Linked DNA regions of Arachis hypogaea: region 2 is linked to region 1. The links are chromatin contacts, called in public Hi-C maps. All regions are on one chromosome and are shown on one strand. Each heading gives the region's core, a stretch centred on a gene start, on an enhancer-like site or on the middle of the called end of the contact. The rest is flanking DNA. Distances are from core to core; before and after follow the strand shown. Region 1 holds the start of LOC140175682. Region 2 holds the start of LOC112715820 (LOB domain-containing protein 15).

Region 1 (6,181 bases), core at 3,248-5,747:
AATAACTCATCATAATGAATTTCTAACTTGGCCCTCAAGGGCTACACAAATACATGTTTAGATGTATACAATATCATGTCTCCATTCTTTTTTTCTCTAATATCATGTAGTCGATTCAATTGAAAAGTATCACCGACACCTAGGAAGAAAAAGTTAATTAGTAACAGTTAATTAGAGGCAGGCACGGACCTACATGGAACCATGGGGGGGCACTTGCCCCCACTCTCATTTAATTTTTTTAAACAAAAAAAAATATATACATATATAATATGCCCCCATTTTAAATTTTAAATGATCCCATTACAAATAAATTAAACTAATTATTTAAAACCTTGAATCCATTTTATCTTGCTATCATTTTGATTATGAGTTAACCTAATTAAATTTAGTCTTCTCTCATTCTCAAATCCTAGTCGTCACTCATTTATTCTCTTAAACTCTCTTCTTAGTTTCATATTTTCAACATTTTTTTTCTATTCCTTGTTTAGTGGTCATCTTGTCTTCATCAACAGGTAAATTTTAAATTCTCTATTTTGTTTTATACAGCTCTCTATGATTTTATGTTTTTTTTCAATTTTATTGTTTCTCTTTTCATATTTTCGATTGCAAATTTTAATTCAAACAATTATAGTTTAGGTATTAATCTATTTTTATATTCTCTTCATGAATTTATATATTTTATTTTATTTTTGATTTAGTGATCCTTATTATTTATTTGTTTATCTTTCATTCTATTCTATTATATATAATTATGTTGCATATAAATTTCTAAAGTGAATCGATCAATTTACTAATTTAGAATATATATTTTTTATTTTTAGAAATAATAATGGAAAAATATTTTAAAAGAAAGCTACCACTAGAATCTGAAGTCACTTCATTAGTCTCTTCTAATAAAAAAAAGTTTTTAAAATTCAATGTAAAAAGTTTCATAGTTGATCCTGAACAACGACCCAAAATTTTAAATTATGATATAAATGACAGAGATGAAATTAGACAAATTTATTTGTGAAAAGATCATTGTCAACCAAGAGAATATAATTTTCTACAAACATATTTTGGGACTTTTTTTGGTAAATTTAATGCTGATTGGTTTGATGAATTTAGCAATTAATTGGAATATAGTATTTCATAAGATGCTGTTTTTTATCTCTATTATTATCTTATGAAATCTGATAGTGCGAGTAGTAATGCTTTTATAAAAGAGCTCTTTTTAAATTTAAATTAATATATCTTTTGATAATAATGTGAATTATTTTTGCCCCCTTACCATAAATTTTCTGGGTCCGTCACTGATTAGAGGTCTTCATAGTCTGGTCCACTCCAAAGACCTGGCCTGAATCCAATAGATTTGAGCTAAATTTGGTCCGATTTCATTTGAACTTGGTTAAACACAAAATCAAAACTCGAGTCATCTTGTTCTCCCCGATTAAACCTTTTTCATTACTATATAAATTTAATTTGAGTACTTATTGAGTTATTGTAGCATTTTCTATTGTATTTGTCATAAACTTCTAATCTTATTGATTCGATTTTCTTAGTAAATTTGGTTCTTAGTAAAGTAAACTTGTTTGCTTTTAATTAAGTGAGATTACACTTGATTTGTTAAGTGTAATTCTAACAAAAATATCTTATTTTTTGGTATATAAATTTTATCTTAGATATTGATAAATTAGAAATAATTTATATTTTAATATCAATAAATATTAAAATATCATTACAATTTATCTAAAATATACAGTATATTTTATATATATATTGTATCTCCATGTTTTATAAAAATTTTAAATTGGTGTGTCTGCATGTTTCGTGTAGTGTTATATGTCAATATCCGTGTATTATAAGTAGCAAATAATTTGTTTTAATTTAGTTTTATATGAACCCAATTTTTACTTAATTTAGATCCGATTTTATTATAATATAAAAATAATAAAATTTTGTTGGATATAAAGTTAGATAAGAATCTCAAAAATAAATTTGATTAATATTTAAAGTCGAATATGAGTAAAGACAAATCTAATTTTGCCTAACCCATGAACATGTAGGCATTAAACTGAATATTTTTATAAAATAACTACATTAATATTTGAAGGTTTTATTCGGTGATGAATATTTGAAGTTTTTTTTTTGACCCATTCTCTTTTTTAATGAATTCTATATATCAATTTTCTAGACACAGTTAAGATTTGAAATCCGTATACTTCCTAGCAAGGCAAACATAGTTGCCACTAAATCAAGTTTTGGGGTGCAATATTTGAAGTTTTGAAAGTGTATGGTGATGAGCATTGGAATCTATTTCAAAAAAAAAAAATGAAGACGTCTTCTCTTTTTTTTGGTCAGCTATCCAGGCCACAATTGGCCCAGACCCACAGTAGAAAACTCGAATCCCAACCCAAGCCGCTTCATGATCTGAAATTCAAAACCACGATTCCCAAAATATGGGAATTCTCCAACAGTGGAGCCTTAAGCTCTCCAACAGTGGAGCTGTTTTGCTTCGACAAGTAGAGCCATTATTTAACCAACTTCACAAATCTAGTGCAGTTATAAAAAACAAGAAAATCATAAAGAAGATAACAAAGAAGCACCAACACAAGGATCACAAATAAACAAGACAAGGCATGGAAGGTATCGGAAGTGCAGGCATGGACGGAGACATTCTAGACTTAGACGAGTTCCCAGCTCAACAAGGAGGTAATCCAGACCAGAAACTAGTCGGCAGAGTATTAACAGGGAATGTGCTAAATACAGTCACAGTGCGTAAGACGATTCTCAACATGTGGAGAGATCCACAGGGACTAGTGATCATCAATGCAGGACCGAACTCTTTCATCTTAAACTTCAAAAATCAGGAGGAAGCAAGAAGAGCGTATGATGGGGGACCATGGAGAATAGAAGGACATATGTTGAGCTTGTAGTGGTGGAGTCCAAACCTGTCCATTGAAGAGGTAAATAACAATCAGCTTCCTATTTGGATTCAAATACATGGGCTACCTTATGATAAAATTAATATAAAGAATGCTGAAAAAATAGGAGCAATAGTAGGGAGAGTAATAAGTGCTGAGAATCCATTTGCTGAAGGGAACATGCTTAGATCCTTTTTTAGGGTTAGGGTAGAGATAAATGTTTAAACACCTCTGAAAACAGGATTTTGGCTCAAAAGAGATGATGGAAGTCATTCATGGGCTGAGTTCAAATATAAAAAATTGTATGATTACTGTTACAAATGTAGAAAAATTGGGCATGACAAAAAAGCATGTATTGAAGAGTTGGCTATGTCATTAGTAAACCCAACAAGTCCTAGATATGGACCAGAACTTACAACTCTGGGACTGAGATCAATAGAGAATGAGGCAAGAAAGGCAGGAAATAGGAGGAGAAAGGAAGAACACAACAACTGGGTGGAGGAGTTATGGGAGGCGCGTGAGAGAAGCTTGCAAGGGAGAGAGTGGCTGAAAAGACAATCACAAAGGGAGAAAGAAGGGTCAAATCAAGGGAGTATAAGAAGTTCTCAAGCCAGTGCCTTTGCAAAATCTTGGGGCAGATTGGCAAATCCAAAGGAGCAAATGGGAGGGAGACAAGTGGCAACACAGGAAGCTCAAGATCAGGATGAAGGGGCTGATGATGAAGAAATGAATGGTGATGATGATAATAATATATTGAACCTAGCTGATGGGACAACAAACCAGGAAAAAGGGGAAAAGAAAAAGGGCATTCTAGAAAAGCAACAAACTAGTGAATCAGTAGCAATGGGAAACGTGAAGGATGTTAGGGAATTAGGAAAGGATGGGGAGAATGGGAAGGATAGTAACAAGATTTCTAGGAGGTATATAGAGAGAGGTGGGCCAAGTAGGAGAAGAATGGACAGCACAAAAAAGATGGCATGGGCTTTCACCAACCAAAGGCCCAATAGAGATAGCCAGCAAATTATTAGTGGGCCAACTGAAAAAGAAAAAAACCCCACTATTGGACAACTATTGAAGGAATTCAACAAGAAGATGGCTGAAGAAGGAAGGAAGAGAAATATAGAAGAGGAGTTGGAAGAGGAGGCCCAAAATAGGAAAAACATGGAAGTTGATGAGATAGTAAGCCAAGATCAGAACAAGGGGAAAAGCCAGAACAGAATAACAAGCAGTTAGTCACAGAAAGCGATGGAGAGTTCTACTATGTTGAACTAGCAGAAGAAGAAGAAGAAGAACTAGAGTAGGAAAATAACAAAGCAATTGTAGTGGCCAAGGAATATGAAATAGAACTTGCTCAAAGAATGGAGGAAAAGTTGAAACTCAAAAGAAGAAGAGGAGATGACCAGCAGGGACAGAGAGGAAATTTCCTGGAAGAAGAAGAGGAAGCTGTGCAGGTGTGGAGAGCTAGCAAGAAGAACAAGGTGGTCGGAGGCCTCATGGAATGGATGGCCTATGAGGATGAATTACTGATCAGAGGAGACAACTTGGGAAATTCAATGGCTGAGGAGGCGGGCCTACACATGCCCCCAACTCAACCATGAGTGTGATAAGTTGGAACTGCCGCGGGCTTGCGGCCTCCGCGACAGTTTCTGAACTGCACAGCATGTGCAAACAAATAAAGCCTGCAATAGTATTCCTAATAGAAACTAGAGCTAGAGAAGGAACTATTAAGAAGTTGAAAAGAAGGTTGCATTTTGAGAATGTATTTCACATAGAACCCCAGGGACTATCCGGAGGGCTATGCCTTTTGTGGAATGAAATATATAATATTGATATTTATTTTTGGTGTGATAATCATATAAAAGCTCGGATTGACGATAGGAAAGGGAAGATATGGACATGCAATTTTATCTATGAAAACCCATGCTTTGGAAGAAGAAAGGAGCAATGGAGAGCAGTTACAGAAAACAATTGTAATGAGGGAGAGCCGCAGTTATTCATAGGAGACTTTAATGACATCTTGAGTCAAGAGGAGAAAATTGGTCTACATCTAAAGTCACAAAGCCAGGTAAAAGAGTTTAGACAGTTTGTGGATATGAATTGTCTTATGGATTTAGACCTAAAAGGTGGAAGATTTACGTGGTTTAGTAATCCGAGGAATGGATTCATCACTAGGGAGAAAATAGACAGGGCGTTAGCCAATTGGGAATGGAGAGCTTTGTACCAGCATGCGTCACTCACAGCTCTACCAGCAATAAGTTCTGACCATTGTCCAATAGTTTTAAACATCAATCAAGTTCAAAGAAGGGAGAAGAGCTTTAAATTCGAGGCGTTTTGGGTCGATCATGATGAGTGTGAGAATGTAGTAAGGAAGGGGTGGGATAAAGGGAATATTCATGGATGCGATTGGAAAGGAATAACAAGAAAAATGGAAAATTGCAAAGAGGAACGTAAGAAGTGGAGCAAGAAGACTTTTAAACATGCAGTTAAAGAAATCCACAAATTGAAGGATGAATTGAAGAAGCTACAAGATTCAAACTTAACACAAGAAAAGCAAGAGATGATACAATCAATAAAGGAGAATATAACAGTTCTATGGAAGCAGGAAGAGAAATATTGGGGACAAAAAGTCAGGTTGAAATGGTTGAAATGGGGAGACAAGAATACAACTTTCTTTCATGCCACAACCATTCAAAGAAGAGAGAGGAACAGAATTGATAAATTGAAGAATGAAGATGGATCATGGATGAAAGATAGGAAAGAAATCATGAAACACATAGAGGAACATTTTGAAGCGTTATTCACTTCTAATAGCAATAGAAACGTGGCAGCAACTCTAAATAAAATTCAAGCGAAAGTCACAGAAGATATGAACAGGGGCTGATCTCAGAAGTCACTGAAGAGGAGATTAGAAAAGCAGTTTTCAGCATGGGCGACCTCAAAGCTCCAGGACCAGACGGTCTGAATGGGTTATTCTACCAAAAACACTGGGAGATAATTAAGAAGGAGGTATGTGCAGTTGTTAAAGAATTCTTTCGACATGGGAGTCTGCCAGAAGAAATTAGTGAAACCACAGTTGTTCTAATTCCAAAAGTCAAGAATCCGGAAGAACTTAATCAGTTAAGACCAATCAGTTGTTGTAACTTTATCTACAAGATTATAACAAGGGTTATAGTGTCGAGATTGAAAGGGCTATTGGAGGATATAGTGTCACCAACTCAAAGCGCTTTTGTGGGGGGAAGACTTATACAAGATAATGTAATGATCGTCCAAGAAGTGTA
Region 2 (6,027 bases), core at 430-2,929, 390 kb after region 1:
CTTTAGATGAAAGGATTGAGTAATGGAATGAAGAAAACTAACCTTCATATATATATATATATATATATATAGTCACCAATATCTAAGTAAAAATTTGGCATTGATCATTTGGACTAAGACAATAATAACAAGATTAATTAATTAAAGCATACAGCCACAGCTTATAGCAATTAACAACATCATCATCAAGGTAGTATAAATTAATACTTCATTCCCATTTTGTTTACTAATTACCGTAACAATTTATTCCACCCTTGATCCCATATCAAAGAGAGAAATAAATGGAATAATTTATTATTATTATTATTATTATGAAGTCTCCAAATTTAACCAAAATAAGAAATATTGTCACTTGGAATTCTGCTATAGTTGGTGGGAGGCCTCTGTTGTTGTTGGATGTACATGGAGGAAGAAGAGGAAGAAATGGGAGGGAGAGAATTAGGAGGAAGTGGTGGTGGCGGAGGAGGAGGAGCAGCGACGGAAACAGCAGCCCCGGATGAAGGGAGCATAGGAAGATGATGGTGGGAGGAGGGAATAATGATATTGTTATTAGCTTCTCTGAGTTTGTATTTAAGTATTTCTGACCTCACTGCATTGAGTTCAGCTTGTAAAGATTGAACTTGATGCTGCAATGTTGAAATTGCACCCATGCATCCATAAACTGGATCTCTTAGCCTCACATTAGCCTCATAAACTAGACTATTCGCTGCATCAGCTCTTTGGCACTCCGGTACCTCCTAATAAATATTAATAAATAAAGAGTAATTAAATTGTCTTTCCAGTTGGAAGCCTATAAAAAATAATTATATTTTTTGAAGAAATACCATGAGCATCTTGGAGACGTTGCTGGCACCAAAGACTTTGTGGACAGAAGCGAACTTTTGGGGCTCATGAGGTGAGAAATATGGAGAGAAGGGGCATTCTTGTGCGCATCTTCGTCGCAGTAGCTTGCATGCTGCACATGGTGTAATTGTGTTTAGGGTTCCTGGTGGCCCTAACATGTGTCTTCTTCCCATTTGACTTGAAACATTATCTCCTTCCCTCTTTATCTTCTTCCCTATCTCCTCAAATCTCTCCCTACCACCAAATCAAATTAAAATAGGGCTAATTCAACTTAATTAATTAGATAGTCGACAAGATTTGTATTATTACCTTTCTCTGGACATTCAGGCATGCTCTCTGAGTATGTGATAGATAGAGGAAGAGAATACCGAGAGAGAGTCGGAACTCGGAAGGAAAGGGAAGAGAAGAAAAATATGAGTAGTACAGTGTGCTTAAAAGGCAATCAAGGTTTACACATCCACCTATGTTTTATGTAATTATTATATGAAAGCGTGAGAGAAGAAGGTATTTGTGTTTGTTAGTTAAATTGAAGATTTAAGGAATAATTATATAAATGAGTAGCTAGCTAGCAAGGCAAGTTGAGATGAAAGTGAAGCAAGCACTTGTAAGAGAAGATATATAAATTAGTGATGGTGTAAGTGTGCCAGCTCTATGAGTGAAATGCTCACGTGTGCGTTAAATGTGGCTTTGACTTTCTTAATCAACTTTCTGACTCTATTGCCGCCATGCATGTGGATCCTTGCTTCTTATTCTGGCCAGGTCTTCCCCATATTTGACTCTCTTTCTACCTAGCTAGCTAAGCTCTCTTACATATATGTATAAATATTATATATCAACAAATTCAGAATGTAATTAATCAATACCATATGTAAACAGGTGTAAAACCAGTTGTACTTTCACAATTTATTAAAATGCTATTTTTTAATTTGAGTCTAGCTTCTTTTGAAGAACAGTTAACTAATATAAGATTATGACCAAGGCAATTAATTAAGTTCACTCACTGGGATCAGCGTTTAGAGTATTCAGTGATCAACATCACTGAAAATGTTGGCCGTGGCAATGCAAGCATTATATGATTCTGTCTTGGCAAATTTTAAATTGGATTGAAGATAATATGTACATTGAATTACAGTTTAAAAACAATAGTTCGAAATTTGAATCTTGCCTACAGCAATTCATTAGTTTTAGTCACAAATTTTTTAATAGAATTTAGATTTGTGAAGATTAATCTTTAACCGGTCAAAAAATACCATAAAAAAACTAAATAATTTATTACTTCTTGATGTTAATTATCTTATCTAGCTTAAAAATTAAAGTAGTGTTTCTCAAAAACAAATAAGTCTATTATACTCTCACAATGGCCACTTAACGTTCAACAGGTATTAAGGCAGTTGAAAGTGATTCCTTCTTATTTATCAGTGAAATAGGGAAAAAGATTGGACACCTTCCAAGATAAGTAGATAATGTGCTATAAGCAGAAAATGACTCTTGTATGTGATGATGATGTATAATTTATATTGATTGGTAGAGGTATGTATGGTGATTTGGGACATCTCACCCTAGCTCATGCCATGTGAAGAAGATATCATTTCGAATTTATAAGAATCTATATAACCAAAACAGTTGTTTGATTTCAACAACTCTGATCAGATGAATTCTCCAATTTTTTTTTTATAAATTCAGTGCAAGTGACTAAGACAGTTAACTTCTTAACTATATATAATTTGTCTTCACCCAAATGAATAGCATTTTCCCTTAAAGCACACCTTAACATAATACAAAGAAACCAAAACCTCACCTTTCAAAATTAAAATTGCACATCCATATATATGATATGATGTGTTATGGAATTAACAATAATATATGTATATATCCACCTAGCAGTGAGAGATTAATCTTTTAGTTTATATCTCAGTAAAGGACCTAAACTAGATTTATGCAGAGATTTAGTCCAAACAAATTAAGGTTGGCACAAATCAATTAGTAGTATCTCTCCATATCTAATTTGTTGGAATAAAATGATCCTATTGGCTATGTGTTCAGTAAGAAACTATCTAATCTTTTATATTGGTTCTAGAAACTAGAAAAAATTAACTTTCACTTAATTAATTTAGTTCATTTTTTTATTTTGATTTTAAAATTTCTTGTTTTACAGGGATTTAAGATTTATAATTTAGAATTTAAGATTAAAAGTTTATAATTACAGTTTAAAAATTAAAATAAATAAAATAATTTTCAAAAGTTAACTAAAAAATAGCTCTTTAGCATCAATCTTTAGCTTTTATTTTTTCGTCTCTAATCCTTCACTTATTTTTTGAATATATCCAAAACATTTTATGTAATTTAAAATATATATTTTTATCTCCAAATTCTATAAGCTCATATCTTCCAAAATATTTCAATCCTAGTACAATTATTTATAGAAGTGTTCCCTATCAAATTGGGTGGTGAAAGAGAGGTAGCTAGGGGTGGTAATAAATAAATGAATAAAAATTGAATGAAATAACGTAAGAAGGAATACGTAGACTCTAAGGGAGGTGGGAGTGGCACCATCCATTCTTGTTTGACCCGTATTTTGAGCCTTACTATTCGCCCCTTTGTCTTCTCTATCCCCCAAACCCCAACTTTTTTTTCTTTAAAAAACTACTCCATCTTCTGTGTTCACCAAAACCTAGAACAAACCACGTCCATTCTACTAAACAAATTGTTATATTTACAATTTACATGTTAAGTACTCACAAATATAGAACATTCGTTTAAAATTCAAATCTAAAAGGGTCAACCCACATATATTGTCATCAAAGGAAAACCCTAAACTTTGGTCTTCTTACTTTCTATACTATCACTGTCGACAAATCATATCCGAGGATATTCAACTCCACAATTGTGTGATATCTCTCTCCCTCTCCGTTGGATGAATTAAGAATATTATCACATCAACTTTTGTTTAGAATATAATGGGGTATAGCATCCGTCTATAAATATGATCTAATTTTGATAAGGCATGTCACCACTACTATAAAGTTTTTGTGTAAATATTTAATTATATGCTGTCATGTAATGAAAAAAATATTGGCCAATATTGGACAAGATGAAATATAAAGATTCTATTCTATTTAAAAGTGATATGCAGAAAGACCATTTGATCCCATGGCACCTGTACAAACATATACATGATATGATTCATCCATCATCCTCTTTGGTCCTACTTTCCTCATCCATATACAAAAGTATTAGGTCCTCAGCAAGAAAGATATAGATAGAAGACTTCTGTTTTGCATTAGTACTCTGTATTTGAAGCCATAAGGATTTTTGTTTTTTCTTTTATTCAACACATTTCTACTCGAGAATCTGAGTTCTATAAATATTAAATAAGAAGTATCTGCTACGCCATCAACCATGTATAGGAGGTACTCTTAAGTTAATATTAAGCTTTTTTTTTGTATTATAATATTAAGCTACTAACCGTAGATTAGATGGGTTTATGAGCTGCGTTAGGGATGGAGCCCTTTTTACTTTTGGGTCCCTACGGATTCATGTGAAATCCTTTCTTCCTCTTTTTTAAACTTTTAAAACAATTCAGTATTTGGTTGGCCTTCTAATAAGATACCCTGTTATTGATGAGTCCAACGGGTTCTTGGCCCTGTCCAAAAAAGAGATACCTGGCCGAACTTATGATCCGACCATGTATTAGAGCTTTCTTTCTTGAATCTTCTAAACTTTGAATTTCAATTTAGAGAATAAGATGTCATCTCTTATTATTTATTTCATAGGTAGGACTAAGAGAAAATATGAAAAAGAAACTATTCAAGGATGAGAGATTATACTTTATCTTCTAAAGTGAAAATTCAAAATTTAGAGAATCCAAATTCTTCAGTGAATTAGTGGCTGTGTCAATTGGTTGTCATTAGGGTGCAGATGGAGACAGTTGAAGTTGGGTTTGCCTTGACTGAGATTCGATCTTAAAAAATGACCGAGTCTATTTTTGAGATTCTTACCCGTTCTTAGTCCCAGTGAAATCATACTATTTTTGGGCCACACTAAAACCGGGTCTATATCGAATGAAGTTCGGATCTTAATAAATTTTATGTCAAAAAATTATGATACACTTATTTATAAAGAAGAAAAAAATATATTTGTTACGAGAAGAAGGAAAAAACATACTTATTACAAGAAGTTGACTTGAACTTGAATCTGTTCATAAATTCTAATTTCATGTTTCTTTGATCTATTTACTAATTCAACAAATGTGATTAAAAATAAAATAATAAGTTTATAATTAATATAACATAATATTAGAATTAATTTAAAATATATATAACTTTTTTTGTCCCCTAGGGTGCACATGGACCGGATGAAGTCGGGTTCGCCTTGACCCAGACCCAACTCTCTAAATAATGATCGAATCTATTTTTGATATCCTTATCCAACCGTAAACTCGGTAAAATCACACCAAATTAATCTCAAAGTATTTGGGTCTGGACCGAGTTTTCAGACCGGTCCGGGTAATGTATACCCTAGTTGTCATATAATATAATGTAAAGAGAGACAAAAAGCAAAGGAAAAGTCTAAGGGGCCAGCAGTTTTATTGAATTTTGGCCAGCATGTAACCAGCAGAAGAAGGTGAGTCATTGGATGAAATCTCACACCAATCTCACACCATCAAATCATCATTAATGGTTAGTTGATGACTAACAATCACAAAAATTGCTGCCCCTAGCATTGCTCAAAAGCAAATTCAAGGGTACCACTTGGAGTGATTCAACCAGTTGGCAAATGGAACCAGAGCTGGGGCTTTTGACAATATGTGTGAGGCACATCCTAGTGTCAGCGGTAGTGGTCTAGTGGACATCGTTGATCAAGTAATTAGGTAGCCGGAACCATCTGTCAAGTACTAATATAGTAAAGCATATATAAGAATGTGACTCCACAAAGGACTCCAGCTTTTGCATGTCCTATATAGTATAGTATATACGAAGATCAACCAGTTAATGTGGACAACCATTCTGGGGACACTTTAGTTGGCTTCTAAACTAACTTGTAATTAAAAACAATTGAATACATATTTTCTTATCCCCATCTCAGTCACCTTTTTACGATTCACATGTGATTTGTCCAATCAGATTAGCCCAAATGAGTGACAGCGTGTTTGAAAATGCTTGTAAAATTGGAAATTTTAGGGGT

The links. A called contact is a pair of places that touch in the nucleus more often than the background predicts.
Region 2: a contact with region 1 is called in a Hi-C map of leaf, with 2.4 times the contacts expected there. The contact joins the promoter of LOC112715820 here to the promoter of LOC140175682 in region 1. A contact is called at or near these places in 2 of 8 Hi-C or Micro-C datasets (both in leaf).

The regions. Positions count from the first base shown.
Region 1 is chr10:84,136,402-84,142,582 of arahy.Tifrunner.gnm2.J5K5, forward strand. It overlaps LOC140175682, which reads left to right and starts at 4,498. Exons shown (of 1, transcript XM_072204216.1): 1 at 4,498-5,784. The coding sequence starts at 4,498. The coding sequence ends at 5,784. LOC112715817 (protein NRT1/ PTR FAMILY 5.1-like) reads left to right here. Exons shown (of 4, transcript XM_025767638.3): 4 at 1-50.
Region 2 is chr10:84,527,429-84,533,455 of arahy.Tifrunner.gnm2.J5K5, forward strand. LOC112715820 (LOB domain-containing protein 15) reads right to left here and starts at 1,680. Exons shown (of 3, transcript XM_025767641.3): 1 at 1,153-1,680; 2 at 825-1,077; 3 at 1-737. The coding sequence starts at 1,166. The coding sequence ends at 327.